Linked DNA regions of Mus musculus: regions 1 and 3 are each linked to region 2. The links are chromatin contacts, called in public Hi-C and promoter capture Hi-C maps. All regions are on one chromosome and are shown on one strand. The core of a region is the stretch at or near the end of the contact, and the rest is flanking DNA. Distances in the headings are between cores, read along the strand shown. Region 1 holds the start of Ccnb2 (cyclin B2). Region 2 holds the start of Polr2m (polymerase (RNA) II (DNA directed) polypeptide M). Region 3 holds the start of Bnip2 (BCL2/adenovirus E1B interacting protein 2).

Evidence for each region. Hi-C and Micro-C count contacts between places; a contact is called where the count stands out from the background. Capture Hi-C pulls out chosen DNA fragments and counts their contacts.
Region 1: a contact with region 2 is called in a Hi-C map of CD4 T cells, with 4 times the contacts expected there. The contact joins the promoter of Ccnb2 here to the promoter of Polr2m in region 2. A contact is called at or near these places in 1 of 39 promoter capture datasets (pre-B cells) and 1 of 484 Hi-C or Micro-C datasets (CD4 T cells).
Region 3: a promoter capture Hi-C map of adipose tissue shows a contact between it and region 2, with 3 times the contacts expected there. The contact joins the promoter of Bnip2 here to the promoter of Polr2m in region 2. A contact is called at or near these places in 2 of 484 Hi-C or Micro-C datasets (B cells and CD8 T cells), 2 of 115 datasets of contacts at active chromatin or transcription factors (large pre-B cells and microglia) and 2 of 9 other capture datasets (adipose tissue and liver).

The regions. Positions count from the first base shown.
Region 1 is chr9:70,419,778-70,423,728 of GRCm38.p6, reverse strand. Ccnb2 (cyclin B2) reads left to right here and starts at 2,175. Exons shown (of 9, transcript NM_007630.2): 1 at 2,175-2,312. The coding sequence starts at 2,289.
Region 2 is chr9:71,483,013-71,487,298 of GRCm38.p6, reverse strand. Polr2m (polymerase (RNA) II (DNA directed) polypeptide M) reads left to right here and starts at 1,316. Exons shown (of 4, transcript NM_178602.3): 1 at 1,316-1,615; 2 at 3,494-4,132. The coding sequence starts at 1,503.
Region 3 is chr9:69,988,122-69,992,565 of GRCm38.p6, reverse strand. It overlaps Bnip2 (BCL2/adenovirus E1B interacting protein 2), which reads right to left and starts at 3,100. Exons shown (of 11, transcript NM_016787.4): 1 at 2,877-3,100.

The DNA of each region.
Region 1 (3,951 bases), core at 926-3,425, 1.1 Mb after region 2:
AGTGTTTTGTGACAACCACCACAAAACTTGGTTTCAAGTACTTTTATTTGCTCACAGATGCTCAATTTGGGTAATGCTAATGGAATCTAGCTCATCTTTCACTGTGGTCTTCCTGTGGCTACATTCAGCTTGGGAGTGCTACTGGAATAGTCTGTCTAGCATGCTTGATTTAGACGTCTGACACTTTCAATTGCATGGTGAGAACAGCTGATGGTTCACTGGGTCTTTTCACTGTCATCTATTTAGCAAGGGATAGCTAGACTTTACACAGTGGGTCAGTGATCCAGGGACTGCTAGGCCACCTTAGAGACTATCAAGGGTAGCTAAAATGAGTGGGCATGGAAGAAGAATCCCAAACCAATACAATTTGGCCATTTTAGATTCAGCACAGGGGCTAGCCATGCAGCTCATGGTAGACTCCCTTGGCCTCAGGAAGCCCTGGGTTCTGACAGTGCAATATACTAGTTGTAGTGCAGCTTGTAATCCCACTCAGGAGGTAGAGGCAGGAGGATTAGAAATTCAAGGTCGGGCTGGAGAGATGGCTCAGGGGTTAAGAGCACTGATTCCTTTTCCAGAGGTCCTCAGTTCAATTCCCAGCAACCACCTGGTGGCTTACAATCATTTGTAATGGAATCTAATGTCTGTCTGGTGTGTCTGATGACAGTACTCATATTACATAAAATAAATAAATCTTTTTTTAAAGTATTAAAAAAAAATTCAAGGTCATCCTCAACTACATAGAAAGCTGTAAACCGGCCTAGAACACATGCGACCATGTTGTGAAGTCCATTCACCACAGTAACCTGAAGTACAGCCAATGGCTTTGTTAAAGTTAAAGTTCAGTTAGAGAATAGGTCTGAGTTGCCAAATTGGTGCTGAAATCATGAGTTTAAGAGGTCCTCCTGCCATTTCTGAGTTCAAGGCCAGCCTGGTCTACAGAGTGAGTTCCAGGACTGCCAGGGCTATACAAAGAAACCCTGTCTCAGGAAAAAAAAAAATCCTCCTGCCTTAGCCTCCCAAGTAACTGGAATTATTACAAGCATGTGCTAATAGTACAAACTGCAGAGCACATTTTCTTCCCCAATCCAAACCAAAGCTTCCCAAGAAAGAGAAAGCTATGCGTAACCTCTGTGATTGTAAGGATGATGGACCAAGAGTCAGCAGCCACAGAACTTTCATTTCCTTTAGCAGGTACTTGAGAGAACTTAATGGGATATAAATAGTTATTTCTGCTCCTTTGGTTTCCAATATCCATGTGTAATTTAGGTCGAGGGGTAGTACTGCCACCTTGTCTTTTCAGGTGGGAGTGTTGGACAACACTGGTTCTTCCTTTAGACTCAGATTGGAAATGTCAGATTTGGGCGAAGGGGGAGGGAGCATTTATTATTTCCCAATAGAAGGGACTTGAACAAGACTGATGGGGTAGCCTGATCTCAAGTCGTTCTGCTGGCACTGCACCATTTTCTGTGTTGTTACCTAGTCTTTTCCCCAGGGTAATATTCTGGTTTTGTTTTTTGTTTTTGTTTTTGTTTTCTGTCTTGTCTCTCACTGTTCACAACTTGGGATACTCATTATTTTTCTTTTGAAATCTTGTGCACATCACACCGTCATTTGACAAATAGTTTCTGAGTTCTACTGTATTGTGCTGGAAGTCACACAAATCACGTCTAGTTTGAATTATGACTCTGCTGGGGATCTGTTTTAGGAAGACCACATACAGTACACATCCGAGTCACAATCATCTTGTAGCCCTGAACGACCTGGAGACGATGGCTTCATTTGCCAGACCATTCCAATCCAAATTCCCAGGTAGACGTTTCCGGAAGAGGAAGTAAGGTCAGAAGTAGCATTTCCAGGAAGTTCTCTGGAACCCACTTCTACCTAACCCAGAACAAACTTTTAAAGACATATGTCCTTAGGTGATGGCTCCCCACTCCTACCCCTAAAATTAAGACAATCTTTTCCAGTAGGAGGAAAAATTATTTTATTTAATATCAGGGACTAGAATTTGAAAATAAGACTGTAGACAAGGAAACAACAAAGCCTGGTGGCCTCGCTGGTTGCTATGACAAGCAAATACAAGCCAGCCAATCAACGTGCAGAAAGGCCTTCCAGTCTAGCCAATGGGTTGCGCGCGCCCTGCGTGCGTCTACCCAATAGTGCGTCAGCGGCGCGGTATTTGAATCGCGGACCGGGCGGTGGACGCGGAGCGGCGGGGCCCTGACCCTCCCAACGGTGTCGCAGACCGGAGTGGCTGTGCCTCGTCCGCACTTGCCAGGGCGGCCCTCATGGCGCTGCTCCGACGCCCGACGGTGAGTGCGCCGGGGCTACGGTGCCCTGTCCTGCCGGGTAGCCCGGGAGGCTGCCGGAGAGGCCCTGGCAGAGCTAAAGCGGTCCAGAGGCCCGGCCTGGGGTCTTCATTCCTGTTACCACTCAGGGCTGTGCTGCGCTGGGGATGAGGACCGGGAGGAACCGGGAAGCCGCCCAGTGCCATTTCTCTACTTTTCACATTTTTCAGTTTGCTTCGTGTGAGCTTCCCATTCGCGTCTTCATACTGCCTTCCTGGCCAAGGTCATTAAAGTGTGGTTTTGTCCTCTTAAAAAAAAAAAAAAACAGAAATAACAAAATGAAAACAAATACCCACCTAAGTGCTGGGCGGTGGTGGTGCACGCCTTTAATCCCAGCACTTGGGAGGCAGAGGCAGGCGGATTTCTGAGTTCGAGGCCAGCCTGGTCTACAGAGTGAGTTCCAGGACAGCCAGGGCTATTCAAAGAAACCCTGTCTCGAAAAAAGCAAAAAACAAAAAACAAAAACACCCAAGTGTAAGAGGAAACGTACAAAACTTGGATCCTAGGATGGCAGACAGTTGGGCAAAAGGCCAAATTCCTTTAATTACCTTTTTGAGAATGAAAGTATTACTGACTTTTAGGCTTTAATTGTACTAGGGTCGGTCTACTTTAGTTGAAAACAAGAGGGCCCCCGACACAGCTGCTGCCATTGTCCTGGCTAGTTAAAAGCCTCCAATTCCTCTTCCCAGTGAATTCAGGGGTACCCCTCATTACCAGGCTTTAACTCATAAGAAATTGAACTTTCAAACTCATTTTGAATTTAGCCGTGGGAAGCTAGCAGTAAAGACCGAACAGCTTAGATTTGGGGATCAGAATCCTAAACAATGAGGAACATACAGTCAGGGTTCATGTCTTGTAGCTCTAACTGCCACTAACAAGTTAATTTTTGTCTAATTTGTTCTTTCAAATTATTTAACAGTTAAAGTCTTGTGTAGGGATGGGGTACAGTTTATCTGGTCTATCCTACACAGGTCATCTTAAAAAAAAACAAAAAAACCCCAACCTTTGGAGAGGTTTTTTTGTTTGTTTTGTAGGATTAGTTCCCCCCCTCCCCCAACACTCAGAAAGTTAAATATTTTTTTCTCATGGAATACTTGTTATTGTACCACACTGTAAACTTTGGGGTATGAATAGCAAGCCTTGTTTCTTAACTGTATTCAAGATGAAGGCAATTAATTTCAAGTAACACTATTTTTTTTTTTTTTCGTTTTCATTCAAGTCTGACTCTCCCAATACTTGAGAGGTAAAATGACTTCCCCATCCTGTTGTCATTGGGAATGTCCTTAATTTGAGTCTATGCTATAGGAAGCTGTTTCTGAAGGGCTTTCCTTGGAAGTGCTATTTCTTATTCTTTGGTTGGCGTTATAACCCAAGCTGGTGTGAAGTCTGAAACATGGAGTTTTAAACAGCTGGGCTATCATTAACTATTGGTATCAAAGCTCTTTATCATTGCAGCTATACTGTGTGAATGGAAGTTTCTAAGAGAACCGACAGGGATCTCTTAACAGCAGACGCAGGTTACTTATAAGAAGTAATCATTTAGGTGGGAGGCTTTGGTGTCGCTTGAAAACTGCTTGAATATGCAAAACAATTTATAAGATCA
Region 2 (4,286 bases), core at 67-2,566:
GATCTCTTAGCAATGCTTCAAAGATAATTGTTTCGAAGTCCATCAGGTATAAGTGTTATAAAAACAATGAAATGTGACTCTCCCTGAGAAGCCCATGCCCATCTCTGGGTATATGTTCCATTTGAGCACTTTTATATCTCTGAACACTCATACTTAGGCCTGTATGAAAATATTTTTTATTAGACTCCTATTCTCCTAGTCCTGAATATTTTCAGCATCAAAGTTACAAACCCTGGTTTGAAATCCCTAAAAGATTAGAGGAATTTCTCAGGCCGTGGAAGTCAAGAGTGGAGCCGTTCTTCCTTTCTATTCCCTTTGTTAATATGGCTTAATAAGCCCACTCTTAAGAGAAATGAGAGTTTATGTTGACATGAACATCTATTAAAAATGTTGACAGTGACTTGATCTGTGATCATTAAGAACTGAAAACAACTCAAATATCCTTCAGCATAAACACACAACTCACAATGCAATACTGCCTAGCAATAAAAAAGGGGCAGGGCAGCAAAGCCCGAATCAGAAACTGTCCAACTACTTGCCAAAGACGCTGTACTATTTTGCATCCTCTGCTCCCCCATTAGCAGTCTGTAGGAATCTCAGTCGCTCTTCATTATTTCCAACAGTTGACATGGTCGACCTTTCTAATTCCTGATATTCTGACTTGCTCAAATATTCAAATCTTGTTTTGTTTGAGACAGAGTCACTTTGCAACCTCGAATTCACTATGTAGATCAGGCTGGCCTTGAACTCAGTCAGCCAGACTTAAAGGCATGCACGACCATACCTGACTATATTGTTTCTAATATGCATTTTATTATAGCTAGCTATATTGGTCACTTGTTATTTTTTGAAGACTAAATTATGTTAATGTGTGTGTGTTTGTGCGCAGGTGTCTGGAGAAGCCAGAGTTTGTGAAGTGCCCTGGAGCTGCAGTCTAAAGGCATTTGTAAGCTACCCAACAGGGGCACTGGTACCCAAACTCTGGCATACTGCAAAAGCAGTATGCCCTCTTAGCCACTGAGCCATCATTATAACCCCGTTATTTATTTTAACTGTGATTAATGTCCATTCAGGAATCCCTGTAAATTTTTTGTCCAAAACTTTGATTGCTTAATCGTAGATGCGACGCTCTATTACTTTCGTCATATTTTACTTATTAGAAGTGAGTTTGTAAGTCTTTGACTTGAGTGTCCTATATTTCCCAGTGCACAGGCGAAAAGCCGGGAAAGCAAAAGGCCCATCCAGAGAAAGCCCGCCAAACCCAGACGCCTTGGCGGTGATGTAACTTCCGCCCCTGCACGCTTCCTCGGGCGTCCCCTCGTCCTGGCCTGTCCGTTTCCGGCATTTCAATAAAGCTCCCTTCGGCTCGGAGAAGCCGTGCTCTTCCGGGAAAATGGCGACTCCCGCTCGCGCTCCAGAGTCGCCGCCGGCCGCGGAGCCAGCGCCCGCCGTGGGCCCCGCCGGGGATCCCTGCCCGCCGCGCCAGCCGCAGCCCGTGCGCAATGTTCTCGCTGCCCCGCGGCTTCGAGCCCCCAGCTCCCGAGGACTTGGGGCGGCAGAGTTCGGCGGAGCTGCGGGAGAGGTTGAGGCGCCAGGAGAGACTTTTGCGCAACGAGTAAGCGGTGGCCCTGGGGTCGCGGTTGCGGGGGATCGGGATCAGGGAACAGGCTCTCAGGGATCGGGATCCGGGGACTTGGTCTCCCGCCCCGCCCCGCGGCCTGGCGCGCGAAGGTGACCTTGCGTGGCCAGGCCTCCCGAGCCAGGCCTGTCCTGTGCGCGGGCATGGCTCCATGCTGCCCGGCCCTCACTCGGCAGCCGCGCCTGCTCGATTTCATGTTCGCACTACAGCTTTGAACGAGCTCCGGTACCAAAGCCTCTTGATCGGAACGTGTGGGATTTCCTTCTCTCTATCTGAAGCCCCACTCTTTCCCCAACCATAGATTTGGAGAGCGGGCTGGAAAGTTTGGTTCATGCGTAGTGGGGAGAAGATGATAGCTGATTGCCTAAAGGCAGCTTTGTTTAGGAACAGGATTGAAGGAAGACGCCAAAAGGATATTTTCTGAGAGGTTTTTTTTTCAGCAAGGAGGGAAAAATGGACCATGAAGGCAATCGAGGGATTGGGGGAACTGGTGTAATAATTTGGAGACAAATATATATTAATAGTTAACAGGTGGTTGAAGTTTCTGGGGAGCAACAAAGAATAATGGGAAAATTGGGAGAGAGGGATGGATTTTAGGTTAATTTTTTATTTTGGGCGTATTCAGTTGAGGGAGTAATTGCAGGCATTTAGTTAATTAAAAGCCAACCGATTAAAACCCAGAGGAATGAGTATTAGGCACAAGAGAGAGAAGGCTGAAAAAAACCGAGAGGAACTCAGTTGCAGAGAGGCATTAATACTGTTGAAAACGTGGGAATAAATGTATCAGGAAAAATAGAGGACCCAAGGTTTAGCCCCCTTCTCCTGTTTGTTATATAACCAAGGAAAAGAACCAGAAAGGGAATTTTTGTCACTGAGGGAAAGGAGCCAATGACCATTTGGCAGGAGGGGTTCCTACTAGAAACAGGTAGGTATTTTGACTTTTCAAGATTGGGTTGTTAATTTTAGCAGTGAATTAACCTTCTGGTCTTGGAACATTTTTATACTCTTTAAGAGTTATTTGGCATCTCAAAGAACTCCTGTTTATATATGCTGAGTCTAGAAATATTAGCAGTTTGCCAGAAGCAACTGAGAATTCTTTCAAACACAGAACCACATAAGCAAGTCCATCTTCCTTTGTAAGATAGTGATGTTATCCCATTATGTAACCTCTGGCATTCCTCAGTTCATCGGGGTTCAGAGACCATGGCTTAAAACCCACTGGTCCTTATCATATATTTATTGTACAGGCTAACCATGTTTTCCTAAGTGCTTAAGACCATTATTTTATATTTTTAGGAGGCTTGGAATGTATGGGTAGAGTTAAGACCCAAATTTAAATATAAGTTTCAGTTGTTTCTTACACATGGCTTGAAGGTAATTTTATACCATGTTCCTTATAGCTTGGGGGGGCGGGTTGAGGGGTTCAAGACAGGGTTTCTCTGTGTAGCCCTGGCTGTCCTGGAATTCACTTTGTAGACCAGGCTGGCCTCGAACTCATAAATCCGCCTGCCTTTGCCTCCCAAGTGCTGGGATTAAAGGCGTGCGCCACCACGCCCTGCTCATAGTTTGGGTTTTGACTACACCTCATCATCCTGTGGTCAGGTGTGAAACTTTCCACCCTGAGAGAATTTCATTTCCCATTCAGAGCACTCCCTTGGGGGAGGGGTTAGAATAATTTTACGTGTTTGGTTATTGTCTTAAGCCAGATTTTTTAAAAATCAAAAAAAATTTTTTTTAAACTTTTAAGAGCCAGCTTTTCTTTGATTCCATTTTGCCTTTTAAATACTGTGTTCCCCATGTTTAAAAACATGCCTGTAATATGTATGTGCTGGTTTCTTTTTTTCCACTCCACAGAAAATTCATTTGCAAATTGCCCGACAAAGGTAAAAAGATCTCAGACACAGTTGCCAAACTGAAAGCTGCCATTTCAGAACGTGAAGAGGTTAGAGGGAGAAGTGAACTGTTTCATCCTGTTAGTGTAGACTGTAAGCTAAGGCAAAAAGCAACCACAAGAGCTGACACCGATGTAGACAAGGCCCAGAGTTCTGACCTGATGCTTGATACTTCATCATTAGATCCTGACTGTTCCTCAATAGACATTAAGTCATCTAAATCAACCTCAGAAACACAGGGACCTACACATCTCACTCACAGAGGCAATGAAGAGACTTTGGAGGCTGGCTACACAGTAAACAGCAGCCCAGCTGCCCACATCCGAGCCCGGGCGCCCTCATCCGAAGTTAAGGAGCATCTCCCCCAGCACTCTGTTTCAAGTCAAGAGGAAGAGATCTCCAGCAGCATCGACAGTCTCTTCATCACTAAATTGCAAAAAATCACAATTGCAGACCAGAGTGAACCCTCAGAAGAAAACACCAGCACTGAGAACTTTCCAGAACTGCAGAGTGAGACTCCTAAGAAGCCTCATTACATGAAAGTGCTAGAAATGCGAGCCAGAAACCCAGTGCCCCCTCCTCATAAGTTTAAGACCAATGTGTAAGTGTCACCGGAACAGGCTTGTCATAAGAGTGAATGTGTGTGGAGCTCAGAAAAAGAGTTCAAAGTGTCATACTAGTTGAGGGGATGTCATGTGAGGAGCATGTGGGTCGGATTGACCATACTGTCTGTGAAAGTAGACCAGAGGGGCTAG
Region 3 (4,444 bases), core at 1,851-4,350, 1.5 Mb after region 2:
CCAACCACACTAAAGAAGGGAAGCCACGAGCAATTTAGGAAGGTGAACAGAATTAAGTATTTTGACCTATGTCGGCTGTGACATGCTTCCATGGTAACTGTACTGTCATGTACTTTAAACACTGCTGCTGGAATAGGTGCAAGTAACTTCTGTGCTCGCTGAAAGCAAACAGAGGCAGAAAGTCTGCACTTGCACAAGAGGTTCTGCTTGATTTACTTTTATGTATTATGAGCAGGCTATACGCCCCTGAAGACTAAGCACACGGGAACCCCTGGACAAAGCCTTCATTCTTGCTTGTCATTGTCAAAGGTATGACTATACCCCTGTAAGAGTCTATCTTCTTAAAGCACACATGCGCATGCGCACACAGAGGGTGGGCAGGTTAGTGGTGTGTGCTTTGGCAGGAGAGTGGAAGTCAAATTACAATTTTCCGGCGTGGTTCTCTCTGTCCACTTTATTCCGAGGCAGGATCTCTCTTCTACTTTCTTCGATTGCTTCATGCTCCCAGTTTAGCTGGCCAGGAACTTCAAGAAGTTTCTCTTGTCCCCTCCTCCCATCTTGCCATAGGACTGCAGGGATTACAGCTGGCTTATGTGGGCTCTGGGAGTCAAACTCAGGGGTTCAGGCTTTCTAGACAAGTGCCCTTACAGACTGAGCTATCTCCCTTAGTATGATCATGTAGGGCTTTCAAGAACAAAATGCTTCCACAGCAACGTTCACACATGTGCACACACACAACCAGCAAACTAGAATGGTGCTAACTTCTCTCAGAACTGTTAAAAACATAGCATAGGCTAAACACCTAGAATACATTTATTAAACTATCAGTATGCAGAAGGTATTAGAGATGTGTTGGCACCTTTAAGTAGACCAAACTCTAACACCTGATCTCAAACAGTCTGCTTGTTAGAAGCTGGTTATAATGCCAAGTCAGGACTATCTGTGATATTGCTTGCTTGCTTGCTTGCTTCGTAGGATGTAATCTTAGCATAAGACCTTGAATACTGCCAGCCGAAGCCACTCTTGGTCTAGAAACATAGCCTTTTGTTCTCAGATGTCCCCTTCTCTCATCGCTACAGAGAGAACAATCAGGACCACTGCCCCAAAGAGTATTTCACCTTTACTTCTCTACCCATTAAAAACTAATGAGTAGTTAGAGCGTCAGTGCCCAACAGGTGTGAGTGTCGTGGTTTGTATATTCTTGGACCAGGGAGTGGCACCATTTGGAGGTGTGGCCTTGTTGGAATAGGTGTGTCACTGTGGGTGTGGTCTTAAGACCCTCACCCTAGTTGCCTGGGAAGTCTTCTACTAGCAGCCTTTGGAATGAAGATGTAGAACTCTCAGTTCTGCCTGTGCCATGTCTGCCTGGATACTGTCATGCTCCCACCTTGATGATAATGTACTGAACCTCTGGACCTGTAAGCCAGCCCCAATTAAAATGTTGTTTTTTTATAAGACTTGCCTTGGTCATGGTGTCTGTTCACAGCAGTAAACCCCAAACTAAGACAGTGAGGTCGAATGCAATGTCATTAGCCATTTAGCTTAGACAAGAGGCAAAAGACAGACCCTATGTCCTGATCCCCAGATCTATAACAAACCTGTCTGTAAAACCAAATGTGGTTATACTTAAGGGTGAAAGGTCCTGCGATGCCTAAAGATGTAAGTATGTTGGTTTATGGTAATTCAGTCCCTACGCTATGCACATGTCACATTTCCTAGTCCAGCAAGTTAGAAAAGACCTAAGAATGGCATTGAGAGATAGAGATTGATTAAGAACCAAGCCAAAAAAATAATGTGCGAGGCAACCAAACATTGGTAACTTCATGTATGGGTAACTAAACTAGATAACTTCAACTCTAACTTTGAAGGAACACCCACTCATGAATTACAGAGTTTCTACAAGTGAAGGCTAGAGGAGTGGGTCAGTAGTTAAGCATGCTTGCTGCTCTTCACAGGAGCCTATTTCGGTTCCCACCACAACAGCCTATAATGCTAGCAGCTCCAGGGGTTCCGATGCCCTCTGCAGTCGCCTATACCACATGACAAGACACATTAAAAAAAAAAAACCTTTGAGAAAAAAAACCCTCTACAATTAAAGGATTCTAATAAATCATAAGAAAACGTGCATTTCATTGAAGATGGGAATTCAAGTATAAGGGAAAACATCCTAATTAAAAGTGACGCAAAAGAAAGCAATACTAAGATGCAATTGCAGATGAAAGGCACTTTTATAGAAATACTTTGATAAACACTGCAAAAGTTGTGTCCTCATAGAGTTCCTAGGACAAAGGAAGTTTCGAAGTAACGTAATATAGATCCAAATAAGTTTCTGCTTGAACGTGAACAGACTTAGGAAGAATTCTCCAGTGGCATCGCATGCATACAGCAATCCAAAGCATCCTAGCCGGTATTTAAATGAAGAGGTTAAGTGTCTGAGAACAGCCAAGGATCAGGCATTGACGTACACACCCTACAATAGGATATCACACTCAGGAAGGTTCAAGAGAGCCCTGATGACTTATAGGATGCTGTCTGTGTATGCTGTCTGCGTCCATCCCCCCGAGGCTATGGGGTGCACTACACGCCCAAGTTTCTTTGTTCTGCTCTGGACTGACGCCGGTTAGGAACACGGAACAAACGAGGCTAGGGGAAGCCAGGAACCGGGAGGTTCCGCTCCAGGCTTTCGGGCCACAGACGGAAAAAGGAAGGGGGCGAGAGCCTGGCACCAGCGTCCGAGGCAGGGCGGGGCCCGGCAGCGCTCGGACCCGGAACGCGAACGCGCCAGTCCACGGCCGCCACCCCCGCCTGGCCTGGCCGATCCTCCCGCAGCCCTCCGGCTGTGCCGTAGCCCGGCCCGCTACCCAAGCCGTGCTCACCCCGGAGGAAGCCGCGGCCCCCTCGTCCTCTTTGCCCCTCCAGGCCGGCGACGTGGGGCTGACGGCCAGGTCGCAGAAAGCGGCGCCGGGCAGAGCCCGCTGCCCTTGGTCGGCTGTGGAGACGGGGCCCAGCTTTTCCCGGACGATCTTAGTTGCAGTCCGGGCGGCTGCAGCTGACCCGGATTCAGTGCGTACGCCCCGGCGGAAGTGACCACCTCCGGACCGGCGCCGGGCGCGGCCGAGGGAGGAAGCGGGGGCGGGGCGTTTTCCTAAAATCCTCGGCGGGCTTCCTCTCTGCGCATGCGCAGCCGTGAGCCCTTCTGTCCCGGGCCAGCTAAGGCTTTGGCTTGCTGCTGGCGAGGGAGGAGGAGGGCGCAGCTTTCTAAGGCTCACGCACTTAACGTTACTGTAGGGACCTAACCTCGCTGTCTTGAAAGAGCTATTCGTTTCTCTCTGTTTTCCTTTACTTGACATTATATTAACTATATTACAGAGTGAATGAAAAGGGGGTGAAAAATAGTCGATGTCTTATGTACGATAGCCAGGTCCTAGAAGAATCTACTTTGATAGAATTTTCCGACGTGAATAGTTTTTCTCTCCAGTAATGCTTCTGAGAGAGTAATAAGTACCCCACCCCTCTCCTCCCCAGACTCCTCTCCTGTGTTCCGAGTTGGCCTTGAATTCCTTCCAGTGTATCTGAAATAACCTTGAAAACTAATTTTCCTGCCCCAGTCTCCAGAGAGCTGAGATTATCTACATGATTGTTACCACATTGTGGTAGAGATAGAGACAACTTAGGGCTTCCTGACTGCTGCTAGGTAGGCACTCTATTATCTGAACTTTCCGTTCCCACCATGTGGTTGCTGGGATTTGAACTCCGGACCTTCCGAAGGTCCCGAGATCATAGGAAATTTCATTACGATTCACGACTGTAGCAATATTACTGTTCTGAAGTTGCAACGGAGTAATTTTGTGGTTGGGGGTCTCCACAACATGAGGAACTGTACTAAAGGGTCCCAGCTTTAGGAAAGTTTAGAACTATTGCTTTAAAACATGCTTTTCCCAGTTATTTGTGGGTCCTATCTTGATGACGTAGAAAAAATGAAAATAAAAGTGAAGTCAGTAAATGTAAAATATTTTATTATCACAGTCAACAGTCCTAAAATTGGCTGTCGTAAAAAAAAAAAATCCTCAAAAAGGGGGAGGAGGGGATAAGAGGTTTGTGGAGAGGAAACTGGGAAGGGGATAACATTTGAAATGTCAATAAATAAAATAACCAATAAAAAATTCTCAAAAGATCTCAACTTCTGTACTTTTCTGTGTGGGCCATTAACAATTTTTTTGAATGGCTTCCGTCTATGAGCTGTCCTTTTAAGCAGCTTCAAGGGGCTGTTATTTTGGAGGGCAAGGTCATCCCTCTTAGAAGTTGAACGTGCTCAACCTGTCCAGAGAGCTAGTAGGTAACTATTTGGGCAAGCCTATTACTCCTAAAAGGAATGGTGAAGTCAAAACTATTTTAAATGGATCCAAAACACAGTTCTTTAGAGATACAGTTTAGATTTGTTCTC